Regions from separate parts of the Mus musculus genome. Here region 1 is linked to region 2. The links are chromatin contacts, called in public promoter capture Hi-C maps. All regions are on one chromosome and are shown on one strand. The core of a region is the stretch at or near the end of the contact, and the rest is flanking DNA. Distances in the headings are between cores, read along the strand shown. Region 1 has its middle 6.2 kb from the start of Gm33687. Region 2 holds the start of Itfg1 (integrin alpha FG-GAP repeat containing 1).

Region 1 (6,148 bases), core at 2,204-4,703, 430 kb after region 2:
AGAGCTTACTGTAGGCAACAGATAGAGAGTGAAACACTGGGCCTGGCATGGGCTGTTGAAAGCCCACCCACAGTGAACTAATCCTCCAACAAGGGCACACCTCCTCCAACACACCTCGAATCATTCCTAAATGGCTCTACTAATTAGGGACCAAGCATTCAAATATATGAGCCTAAAGCAGACATTCTTATTTAAACCACCACAAATAGCACCTGTAATGACTGCTGGGTAAACGAAGGACAGGTATGCTGACTGAGACCATCATACCTCAGTCAGTTCTAGGGAGGCCAACTTGTGATATGTTCATCAGTAGGATGACCCTAGGTAGTATCTAGAATTCATCCACTAAAGGTATATTCTGCTCCAAAAAAAGTCCAGCTGTGTTTCAAGCCCGCAGTATCTGCAACTATGTTTCAAGTCCTCAGGATCTGCAACTATGTTTCAAGCCCTCACTGAATGCAACTATGTTTCAAGTCCTCAGTGTCCTCTGGCCTCATTCCTTTTCATGAGGCAAAGTGAAAACCAGTGAGTTTAATTAAAGTTAATTAAATATCATTTCAGGTTGTATATGAGCATGGCAAAATCCCAAGTGGCCAAAGATGGAGAAATACTGGGCCAGTCTTTGACTTCATCTTTGAGAGCAAAAGTGTAATTCTAGGATGGGAGTGGTGGTTCAGTGATATGGAATGCTTACTGCTCTTGCGGACAACCCACATGCTGGCTCACAACCCTGTGTATCACCAGTTCCAGGAGATCTGATGGTTCTTCTGGTCTCTATGTGCTCATACAAGCACATGATATAATATAATATAATATAATATAATATAATATAATATAATATAATATAATATGCATACAATTAAATAAGTACTTTTTAAAGTATAAAGATGTTTAGAGAGTGTTATTTTCTATAATTCCTCACCCCTTTCAGTCTTCACTACTCAGAAGAGTAGGGGAGGTTGAGCAGAAGAAATAAAAATATCCCTAACTATGTCTCCACCTGTCTTCCAAGATGCTGTCTGTGGTTTGTTGCAAGTGAGAGATGATGAGCCGATCCCTCGGAGCACAACAGCGAGTTCCTTTCGCAGCCAAGCTCATCAGCACTTATGGTGATTGTATATTGTGGGTTCTGGAAGCCAGCGATGTGTCTTCTGTGCACCTCTCTCCCAGGGTGTTTGTAAGACACGTGTTTTAAAAGATGGGCCTTTGGTTTGCTTCCCAGCCACAAAGATGTGAACACTTTAAAAACTGCTGTGTATGCCTAAAGCTGACCTCACAGAAGAATAGGGGAGGGTGACAGGCAGGAGTGGGCAATGAGGAGAGAGAGATACAGATGGGGACAGGTGGTAGTGCCATTTTAGATGGCATAGGAAGATTCTTCACTCTACAAAAGGATTGATCACAGCGTTCCCGTTGAATAGAAAGTTCTGTGCATTTTAAGAGGATTTGATTTATAAGAATCTTTTCAGCAACACAGCTGCCGGTTGAAGCAAGCTATTCACACTGACTTGAAATCTATTTCGTGAGCCAGGAGTCCAGGGTGCTGTGGAGTGATAAAATCCTTTTAGTTTCTAATTGACGAGTGATATTGACTAGCACAGTTAGGAGTCCAAGAATTGAGCCCCAGCCAGTATGTTCCTGTAGTAAATATTCCTGGACATACAGAATGCTTGAGTATTGATTCATTTATGTACTTATGGCTGCTGTTCTGAAGGGCTTAGTGCTTTGCAGCTTTAGAGTCAAGATCCCTCCAGAGAACTTGTGTTAGAATGCACCTGGCTGTACAGCATGAACCATCCAAATCCATGGTCTCTAGTGCAGATACTTGGCCCCGCACATCGCTGCAAAGCCCAGACTTCATGCGTCTGTGGATGGGAAGAGCACAGGGTTGAGGGAGCGGCACATATGAGGTTGGAGGCAGCTTTGATTCAGGCTGCTGATAGTTATTTTCCTCCCTTCCATGGTCTCTTCTGTTTGGTTTTCATTATGACTTGTGTCCTGGAGAAATTTCCCAAGAGTTGTAGGGTCCTTAAAGGCTCTCTCTCTCTCTCTCTCCCTGGCAAAAGCAATCATTGCCAATGGCAGGTGTTGACTGAGCATCAGAAAGAGAAGAGGGAAAAATAGGATTTTTTTTTTGAGTCTACTTTGCATATGAGAGAAAACCTGAGGAGAGTGACCTTGAATGAACCCCAAGAATTCGGGCTGGAATGACCTTTAGCTGTGAATAGAACAGGATGCTCACTCCCTGGGTGTAAGCAGCAGGTCATGCAACAGCTCAGATGACACACCCTCCCCATCTGCTCTGAGGTTTGCTTTAACCCAGGGAAGAAACATAAAGCACACCTGCAACTTCCCTGGCCTCTCTTCTGTGGCCCAGGGGATGTAAAATGGCTCTACTATCTGGATCCCAAGAGAGAACAATACAGATAACCATGCCAAAGGTGATGCTCTCCACTCAGAGCAGCTGCCACGGTTACTCTTTTTCTGACTCACGTTAACTCACCTTCACTTTATAGTGAGTGTCTAAGGATCTGAGAATTGCTAAGGGACTCAAGATAAATACAGAATTTGGGGAAGTGGGAGAATTTTCAAGGTCCAGGCATTGACATTCTGCTCCAGTTGCTCACTCTTCCTCCTGCCATCAGCCTTTGGAGCATCTATCGATCAACCCATCGATCCACTGGGAAGTGCACATTTCAAGCAAGTTTCTCCAGCAGCACTCTTAAGCGATCAGTGTTTCTATAACTCATTATGGAACAGGCAACAATTGCCCTGTTGGGTTTATGTAGTTGTGAGCCTCAAGTGAGGTGAGGGGGTGAGACATTAAGTGCAGCACAAATGAATACACTTTCATCCATCTGATAAGTGCTTATTGGGAATGTTAGTGTCAGAAGCAATTTTGCTTGTTTGCTGAGGCTTTGAGAACATTAACTCTCAAGAGCATCATTTTGGGGATGAAGTTGATTTCATTGTACTGGGTTGTCCACAGTCTTAACACATCCCTTTCAAGAGCTCCGTGACCACTATTGATTACAGACATAAGTACAGACACCTGAACTTGTACTTCACTAATGTCCTTCCTTTAACTTCTACGGTCTGTGGTGTTCACAGCACAGATACGCACTTTCTAAGAACACAGTTTTGCTCACTCACACAAGTCCACGTTCATGTAAATGCAGCTGGTATGGTGTACAATAGTGTTTGAAAGGAACCAATTTTTGAAACGATGGTGTGGAATAGGATGAGTTCTCTCTGGTTCTGAGTCTTCAAAAGCCATTTGTACTTTAAGGGCCCATTTGGAGAAGTGGGAAGAAAATCCCACTCTGCCAGCATGACTCAGGGCTGAAGAGCAAAGCAGTTTTAGGACCAAGAGGCAGAAGTAATACTACACTGGGTTAGTGGTATCCATGGCAACGTCAGAGCCTGGTAAAGTTAATAAGCCTGCTTTCAGAACTCAGCTGCTCTCCTTGGTGCGGATGGGGCCTGGCTTGGCTCCTTTTTATGTTTTTATGCCTGTCTTAGCTGATGCTTGTGCTGAATGCACCAATCCCTTCCCATTGCCTAACTGAGCAGGGCTGATGGCAGCCTACTTGGAACGGCTGGCCATGAGGAAGCCTTAGTGTATGTAGCCTTTGAGGGTACCTGTGAGATGCAGAGTTATCAGCTCCATTCTCATCATGCAAAATAAAGACTTCTTTACTTAGCCACAAGGTCAGTTTGCTGGGGAACTTCTCAGCCTTGCCTTCTGTTCTTGCTACTTCAGTCCATGCCTGTTGGTGGCTCTGTATGGCTCAGCCACTCCATGTGAGCAATGAATGTTTAATCCCAGCTCAGTCACTCAACACTTAATTCTTCCTCTTTGTGATGTAGGATATGTGATCACCGTGTGAACCCCAAGATTGTGAACTGGATAAACCTTGTTGTGGTGTGGCTCAGCCCTAGCACATGGCTTTAATCCAAGACCTTTCTGTAAACAAGAACTCAATAAAGTCAACGATAGACCAAGAGGCAGATTAAGCAACCAATTGTCAGGGAGTGAGCATAAGAAAACCCAGGAAAGAGAAGGAGAGTCTCTGAGTTGAAGGGTATAAAGACAGAGTGCAGAAGGAGGAGGGGCTTTTCCTTCTGGGACACCAGTGGAGTGGGAAGGTCAGCTGGGTACTTTCTCTGACTCTGTGAGCTAGCCGGCTTCCACCACAGCATCTGGCTTCTGTGCCTTCACTGATAAATCGAACGTTTGGGATTCTGTTTTTGTTTTTGTTTTTGTTTTGTTTTGTTTTGTTTGTTTTTAATGAGGATTAAGCAGTTTATTTTATATTCAGTCTACAAGACCCGGCATGCGGTAAACCCATGTCTCACTTATAAGAGGCAATGAAATCATAATTAAAAACAATGTGCCTTGTGCCATATGATTTTTTTATTTTCTTTATTTACAGTTCAAATTTTAATCCCCTCTCCTAGTTTCCCCTCTGAAAACCCCCTATCCCATCCCACCTCCCCCTGTTCACCAACCCACCCACTCTCACTTCCCTGTCCTGCCATCCCCCTACACTGGGGAATAGAGCCTTCTCAGGACCAAGGGCCTCTTCTCCCACTGATGTCCAACAAGCCCAACCTCTGCTACATAGGCAGCTGGAGCCATGGGTCCCTCCATGTGTACTTTTGGTTGGTGGTTTACTCCTTGGGAGCCCTGGGGGTACTAGTTGGTTCATATTGTTGTCCCTCCTATGGGGCTGCAAACCCCTTCAGCTCCTTTGGGTCCTTTTCTAGTTCCTCCATTGGGGACCCTGTGCTCAGTCCAATGATTGGCTGCAAGCATCCACCTCTGTATTTGTCAGGCACTGGCAGAGCCTCTCAGGAGAGAGCCATATCAGGCTCCTGTCAGCAAGCACTTGTTGGCATCCACAATAGTGTCTGGGTTTGGTGGGGATTTTGTTTTTTAAGAACAGCATCTGTGCCTCAGTTTCCTCACCTTTAGGAAAGTTAACTAATAAGAGAATCTTGCCTAGTATTTACAATGGTGATTACTTCTTTTTTATTTTATGTTTTTATTATTTTACTCTTTTGCTTTTGAGAGAGTTTCACTCTAACATAGGCTAACTTAGAATCCCATCAACAACCCAGACTGGCTTAGAACTTCCTCAGTAGTCCAGGCTGGCCTCCAATTCCTGCTATTTTTGCCTTTGCTTCCCAAGAGCTGAGGTTACAGGTGGCTGCGTCTATACCAGACCCAGTGTGGGTTTTAATTTTAACTGATCAGAGATGCGTGGGGGCTAGAGAGTAGAGCAGGGCTTGTGGTTCCTGTGGGCTTGGAGCAGAGCAGGGCTGGCGGTTCCTGCTCACAGTGGCTGAGGATGAGTCAGAGAGATGAGAGGCATAAATAGCTCCTGTCTGTCAGCTCTTCCCTGACTCTACCCAGTCCGCAGACCTGTCCACCCCTTTCCTCCACCTCATTCCCAAAGGCACTCCTTTGGCTCATCTGTAAATCCTAACCAAGCCCTGTAAGCAAGTGTATTAATAATAATTCCTCCAGTAAATAGGAATTGAGTGTTCCCTGGGTATTGGAGGAGGAAGTCCTATTGTGAATATGAAATGGAAAATGTTTAGCGTGTTGTTGAGAGTAACTGGGTTTTTCTCGGCTCTTGGGGGGAGGGGGCTTTTAAATCAAGAGTTAGGATGATAGATGCTTGCAGTCACCCAAAACTTCTACCGAGTAAGTGACCTTCCAGTTCTTGTCTGGCAGAGTTGAAGAATGGAATGATTGTACCACGGAGGTGATCTTTAAAAAGAGTATTTTATTATAGAAAGCTTCAGAGACAGAAAGATGCAAAGCTCCTACAGCAAGAGCAGGTCCCTGGGAGTGGGTACCACTGTGGGTTGCAGCCTTCCAGTTAGTAATGCTTCGTATGGATGAGCTGGCCAGCCCAGCTTTGGCTCCAGGTGTCTAAGTGCCTCTTGGTTTCAGTCAGTCCTCATTTATGATTCCAAGGGAAGGGGTCTTCATTTAGAGGAAAGAGATGAGGAAACACCAGAACCTGTTCTTTCTTCCTTTCTGACATCCCTGTTCTCTGGCCAGGGCAGGACCAAAGACATTCCAGCTAAACACTTCTGGCATTTCAGGCCTCAGGAAAGGATGGAGTTGCCCATG
Region 2 (5,766 bases), core at 2,013-4,512:
AACTTAAACATTATCAAGTAAATTTTATTCAAGCTATGCAGTTAAGCTCCAATTCCATGAGTATATGGAAGCTGCAATTTTGGTTTGCACTGACCCATCCCTTTCTCCTTTAGCTTAGAGCAAGCATTCAACTTGCTTCCTCAAATTTGCAAATCATATTGGTTCACTATCATTGGGGGCAATGTTTCATGTATTGCCAACCATAAGCAATAAGGACTATTATTTAAATTACATTAAAATTTTAATTTGAAAATCTTGTGTGGTAGTTTGAATAAGTATGCCCCCATAGCCTCATGTGTTTGAATGCTTGGCCCATAGGGAGAGGCACTATTAGGAGGCATGACCTTGCAGGTTTTGAAGTCCCTGATGCTTAAGTTATGTCCTATGTAGCTCACAGTCTCTTTCTGATGCCTGGGGATCAAGATGTAGAACTCTCAGCTCCTCCAGTACCTTGTCTGCCTGCATGCTGCCATGCTTCCTGCCATGATGATAATGGACTTAACCTCTGAAACTGTAAGCCAGCCCCAACTGTTTTCTTTATAAGAGTTGCCATGGTCATAATGTCTCTTCACAGCAATGAAACTCTAACTAAGGCAGCTTGATTACAATTGTCAAGATCAGTATTTAAAAAACCTCACCATTTGATCAAAAGAGAAAACAAACAAACAGGACAGAGGTCATTGATCTTTCTCCCATATGTAAAACATCTTTAAGATGATGAGATTTTTATGAGTGATCTGCTTCCACGGGAACAATCAGGACGAGACATAGTACATTCGAGAAAGCATATTAGATTGCAAGGGACTGTAGAATGTTTATATAGAACAGACCCGGAGCCAACAAAAGGTATTTTTATTAAGGGGGGTATTTTTAAATTTTATTTTCAATATTTCCTTTTTTAAAATTATATTTTAATTGTATGTTAGTGGGGTATGTGTGTGTTCAGGCTGATACCACAGTGTGTAAATGGAGGTGAGAGGACAGTTTATAGAAGTCGGTTTTCTTCTTCCACCATGAGGATTCTGGGTATCTACCTTAGGTTATGAGACTTGGATTTAGGTGCCAACTCACCAGGCCTCCCAGGTTTAATTAATTAATTTATTTAGTTTCAAAACACTGTTTTCTACGCAGACCTCAGAACTAGGAATTTTGTGTCACAAACCACAGCTGAACACGACTGATCTCAAATACAACCCACACGACTGCATATTCATATAATAAGAAGAATATTATATACTTACTTCAGGGATACCTTTACCTTGGGTTTAAAATAGGGTGCACTCTGATCTGCCAAGAAGACAATTAAGTCATTTCCTAAAAGAAACAAATAAGTTATTTTAGAAAAAATGGTTTTTGGAAAATCATTCGATCAGTGCTTAAAAACTTCCTGGGTACTGTTTCTATAAGAAAGCTTTTACTCTGACCTAGTCAGACAGCACTGCCAAGAATACTCATACAAATCTAATGGAACATGGAAAAGAAAAGTATGGAAAAGGATACTTGTTCAAGGCAATGTGACGCCATGGGATTCAATTAAGGGCCAGGTGGCATAATTCAAAAGAAGCATCCATATAAAGAGCACACCTTAAACTATACTGTTGTATACTGAGTATGAGACCCAAGTTTGATCTGCAGCAATACAGAAAACACCCCCCCCCCCCCACACACACCCTTATTTATACTGTGCTACTGTTAAGTCTTGTGTTTTCCACATCCAATCAGGTCTCCCTCATAGGCTGTTATCATCATACCAAGGATCCAGGAATTCCTACTAAAACATCTACTCACAAGTTACAAGGATATAAGTCAACACATAAGCAGAAAAAGCAGAGCCCTCCACACTTCCCCCTTTGCTTCCACATGGATGGGTCAATTAATGTTCATTGGGACAGACTTTCAGAAACGCTTAATCAAGCACAGGATATCTTCAATGTCTCTGTATCTAGTTTGGATAGATTAGCTACAGACTTTGAGTATTCTTGCAATGTGGGTAATCATTCAAATAGAGGAAAAACCATCCAGGTCTTATAAGAGGTTCTGGGGTCCTGGAAAGAGCACTCAAAAGACCTTGTCAGGATCCTGCCAGTCAGCTTTGTAGGGGCTTTAAACTTTATTCATGGCCTTGGTCCTTAACCACCAACCGATGCACTTGGTCAGCATCAGACATTTTTTCTTTTAAGGCTTAATGTGGTTAATGAACTTTCAATGGCAAGTTGGATGAAGACTATAGCAGTACTCAAGATGAGGAGGGGCCAGATGTACACTAAGCTAAGGCACCTTATGCTGGAGAAGTCTGAAGTTTGAGAATGTATGACCAAGGAGGCACTGCGTTTATCAGCAGTTAACAACAACAGAGGCTGGTGTGAGTGGTGGAGAATTTGGTGCCTGAGGAAGGCACAGTGCCTTTAAAGATCTTAACACAAGGAAGGGCAGAATTAGTAGGAGGTGAAGGCAGAACATCTCTCACAAGAAACTGTCAGCTTGCATGTTTTCTCATCAAAGGGGGTGGAAGATTGGAAAAAAGACGGGAAAGCAAATGCTTAGACCAGAAACCAAGGTTCTTAGAAATCTGGAAGACCTTTGGCAGGCAGGTGATCATTCGCCATATGAAGGCTAGAGGTTTCTAGATGAAGGGAGGTTGGTGTGTTCTTAAGGGTTGGGCTGATGGTCAAGCCGCGGGGTTACTGAGTTAGGACCGAGGGTTGATAAAAACAGGGGAAAGCTGTCCCTGTGCTGAAGATAAAGGGAGAGCCAGAAGACTGGGAAATGCAAGAGGTAGGGTAACAGGAATCAGGGGGCGTGGGTACACCGGGAGGGGCAGACAGAGGAGGGCCGGCAAGCACTGACTTTCCCGCAGCACGAAGAGGTCCGTCTGTTTGTCGGAGTTGAGGTCACCGAAGGCCGCCAGGGTGCCCCAGGCCTCAGCCCCAAAGAGCTCGGCCGTGACGTTGTGCAGAGCCCGCGCCGGGGCAGGCCCAACGCTCAGCAGCGCGAGCCCCAAGAACAGCGGGGCCAGCACCGCCCTGGCGCTAGGAAGCCGGCCTGCCGCCATGGCGCCTTCGGCCCGGCCGGCCTCCGCCGCGCTTGACGGCAGCCGCAAAGCACCGTGCGACTGACCGGCCGACCGAGAAAAGACTCGGGGTGCGGCCTCACGGGCAGCCCCTCGCTGCACTCTCACGCTGCCCTGGGGCTGTTTCTCCGACGACCAAGACGCCGAGGAGCTAGGGCGGCGTCTGCCCGGGAACTCACTTCCGGCTGTCGTGCCTCCCGACAGTGTCGCGCGAGGGGGCGGGGCCGGGCCGGCCTCGCTGACTGGCAGCTGGGGTGGTGGGCACTGTGCGATGGCGGGGGCTGAGGGACTCATGGCTGAAGTAAGCTGGAAGCTCTTGGAACGAAGAGCCCGGGCCAAGCGCTCAGGTTTGACTGCCTGTGACCACAACCTTCCCCCTCCTGGGTACAGGGGGTGGTGCTCCTCCGCAAGTCCCCTGGAGGGAGGCAGGTGGGATCTGTCCTGGGGATCAACTTGCTTCCTTAAGTTGGCTCCAGAAAGCAATAGGTTTCTCTTGCTGCCCTGCTCTTGTCCATCTTGGTCCCCATTCCCCAATCCCTGCACTTCCCCCATTTAGATAACGTCTGTCTTTCTCCCCCAAGTTATTTCCTCTCCAAAGTTAGTGATAAGCTGACTTCTCCAGAAACTTTGCCGAGTAAGTCAGCTAGTGACAAGTTCTTTGGAACCTGAACGCTCTTGCTCTGCAAAAAGTAGACCTCCATTTTTAGTGAGGTCCTAAAGAGCTGGCGACTACTTTTGTCTCATATGCCCCCTTCACATTCCTCAGTAATTTTTAGCTGCAGCCAGTTCTGTGTGTCAGAAATTGAGGAAGACGGTTTGTGCCACAAGTTAAGTTAGTGTACAGTTATGACTCAGAATGAAATTGGCCCCTTCCCTAGCCAAATGGTCCCACCACCTGTAGCTTCTAGTTGTGGTTCCCAACCACGGAGATTAAAAAGCCAGCAGTCCGAGTGTCCTGAACTGACTTGTTCAAATTGCAAAGTCACACTGGCGTTTTAAAAGTTAGTACTCCTGATTAATAACTTTCCAGAGAGCCAGCAGTGAAACTGCCACTTTTGAAATTGGATACAATCTTGGGGGAAAAAATGTGTCCTTAAACACGAGAGGTGGGGGACAAGAAATGTTCAACCAAGAACCTTTCCCTTGTCAAAGATTGACGAAAGATTGTAGAAAAGTACTGTATTTGTTAAAGTATTGCCAATTTCATTCCATTTGAAATCTTAAAATTTTTGTGTGTTTATTTACTTAGGACTTAGGGTTGTAATGGAACAAACACATGAAAAGTAAGAGAAATTTTTAGAAAGCAGTTGACTCAAGTTCAGAGTCAGTAGAATTATTTGAAACAGTTGTAGGGATATTTGTTGCTTATATTTTCTTTTATTGTGTCATATAGAAATTTTGAGTTGGTTATTAACACTGTTGCTGTGGGAATAGAAAAAGTGCTATTAGGTTGTTCTGGGCAAAGAGAATAACTAGTCTTTTGCCAGGGTCTTTAACCGTCCTCTCAACCCCCAACATGTATTTTTGCAACACAGTTTTGCAACATAGTAATCCTATAGGGTCTATTTTCTCTTCAAGTCTTTATTTTACTCAAATATATGTCACAACAGCAAGTGTTGAAAACCGTATTTTTCTTAATAGGGTAAATTCTGCTTAACTATTGTTGAATGCAGTTTCTTAAACCTAGTCTCAGCCATAGTAGATACTATCCAAATTTACTGTATGTTTACATAAGAGTAAAGTGCAGATAGAAGTGGAAAAAAAAAAAGATAGTAGTTGAGGCAAATCTTAGTAGTTATGTTTGCAGTTTCTACTATTTTTGATTCCGAAAAATACAGACACTAAACCTTGAGCCATATTATTTACTTCCTGCTTATTATAAAGTGTTAACTTGATTCTGTTTACAACTTTTAACTGTGTAAACAGCCTTGTTTGAAACATGAATTGACCTGTTTCTGGGACAGGCTCCTCTTTGGAGTTATAAGCATTGTTACATAGTAGCATTAACAACTTAAAGAACAATAAAGGATACTATTAATTGAATGTGTCTTAGTAAGTGGATATTATGTTTCTGTCTTTTCATGTATGCAAACTTAATTTACCAAATAAAGGAAATCAAATTCTTGAGTCATAAAAGACAAACTAAAATTATATAATGATCTTTAATTGTCTTTTGCACATTGCATCATGCTAATAACTGCTCATACATTAATCTAATGCTGATTGCTTCTAACCTTCACTAAACAGTTTTAAAATTGGTGTAGTTTAGCGTGCAACGCTTATGATAAGAATCAACAGTTTGAAATGGCCAACTCACCTGATGCAGCCTTCTCTTCACCTGCTTTGTTAAGGTCTGGTAAGTGTATAGACCCCAAAAGGGTCAACCGACAATTTTATATTTGTTGTTTTCAAGGTTAATGTTACTATATGGTATTTTTTGTTTCTTTTATGTCCCCTTTGGTGGACCCAACTGTGTGTACCATTTCAGTTCAAGTTAGCTTGTGCCCATTGAGTTTTGAATGTATCTTGTGGTACCCCAGGAAGGCAAAGGGTGGAGGCCTCTCAGGACAATTACAAGCTATTTGACCAAAAGCCGGCATTAGTGCTTAGGAACTGCAACTGTCAAACTGACAAGTCCAGTTAATTTTTAAAATGATTTTTGCCCATTTTTTAGGTATTGTAAATTGAGCTATAGT

Evidence for each region. Promoter capture Hi-C pulls out the DNA fragments that hold promoters and counts their contacts.
Region 1: a contact with region 2 is called in a promoter capture Hi-C map of hippocampal neurons, with 4 times the contacts expected there. The contact joins the enhancer-like site here to the promoter of Itfg1 in region 2. A contact is called at or near these places in 2 of 39 promoter capture datasets (the 3T3-L1 cell line and hippocampal neurons), 1 of 484 Hi-C or Micro-C datasets (cerebral cortex) and 7 of 115 datasets of contacts at active chromatin or transcription factors (astrocytes, embryonic forebrain, embryonic midbrain and 4 more).

Annotation. Positions count from the first base shown.
Region 1 is chr8:86,270,573-86,276,720 of GRCm38.p6, forward strand. No RefSeq gene overlaps it. Among named protein-coding and RNA genes, the nearest start is that of Gm33687, 6.2 kb to the right of the region's middle. Within about 2 kb of position 3,454, at least 63 of the 459 cell types and tissues checked have an H3K27ac peak or open chromatin away from gene starts, as enhancers often do. A contact at or near this core is called in cerebral cortex, forebrain, hippocampal neurons and 1 more, where this site is marked.
Region 2 is chr8:85,837,687-85,843,452 of GRCm38.p6, forward strand. It overlaps Itfg1 (integrin alpha FG-GAP repeat containing 1), which reads right to left and starts at 3,263. Exons shown (of 18, transcript NM_028007.3): 1 at 2,848-3,263; 2 at 1,242-1,314. The coding sequence starts at 3,052. Phkb (phosphorylase kinase beta) reads left to right here and starts at 3,302. Exons shown (of 32, transcript NM_199446.2): 1 at 3,302-3,417; 2 at 5,318-5,426. The coding sequence starts at 5,375.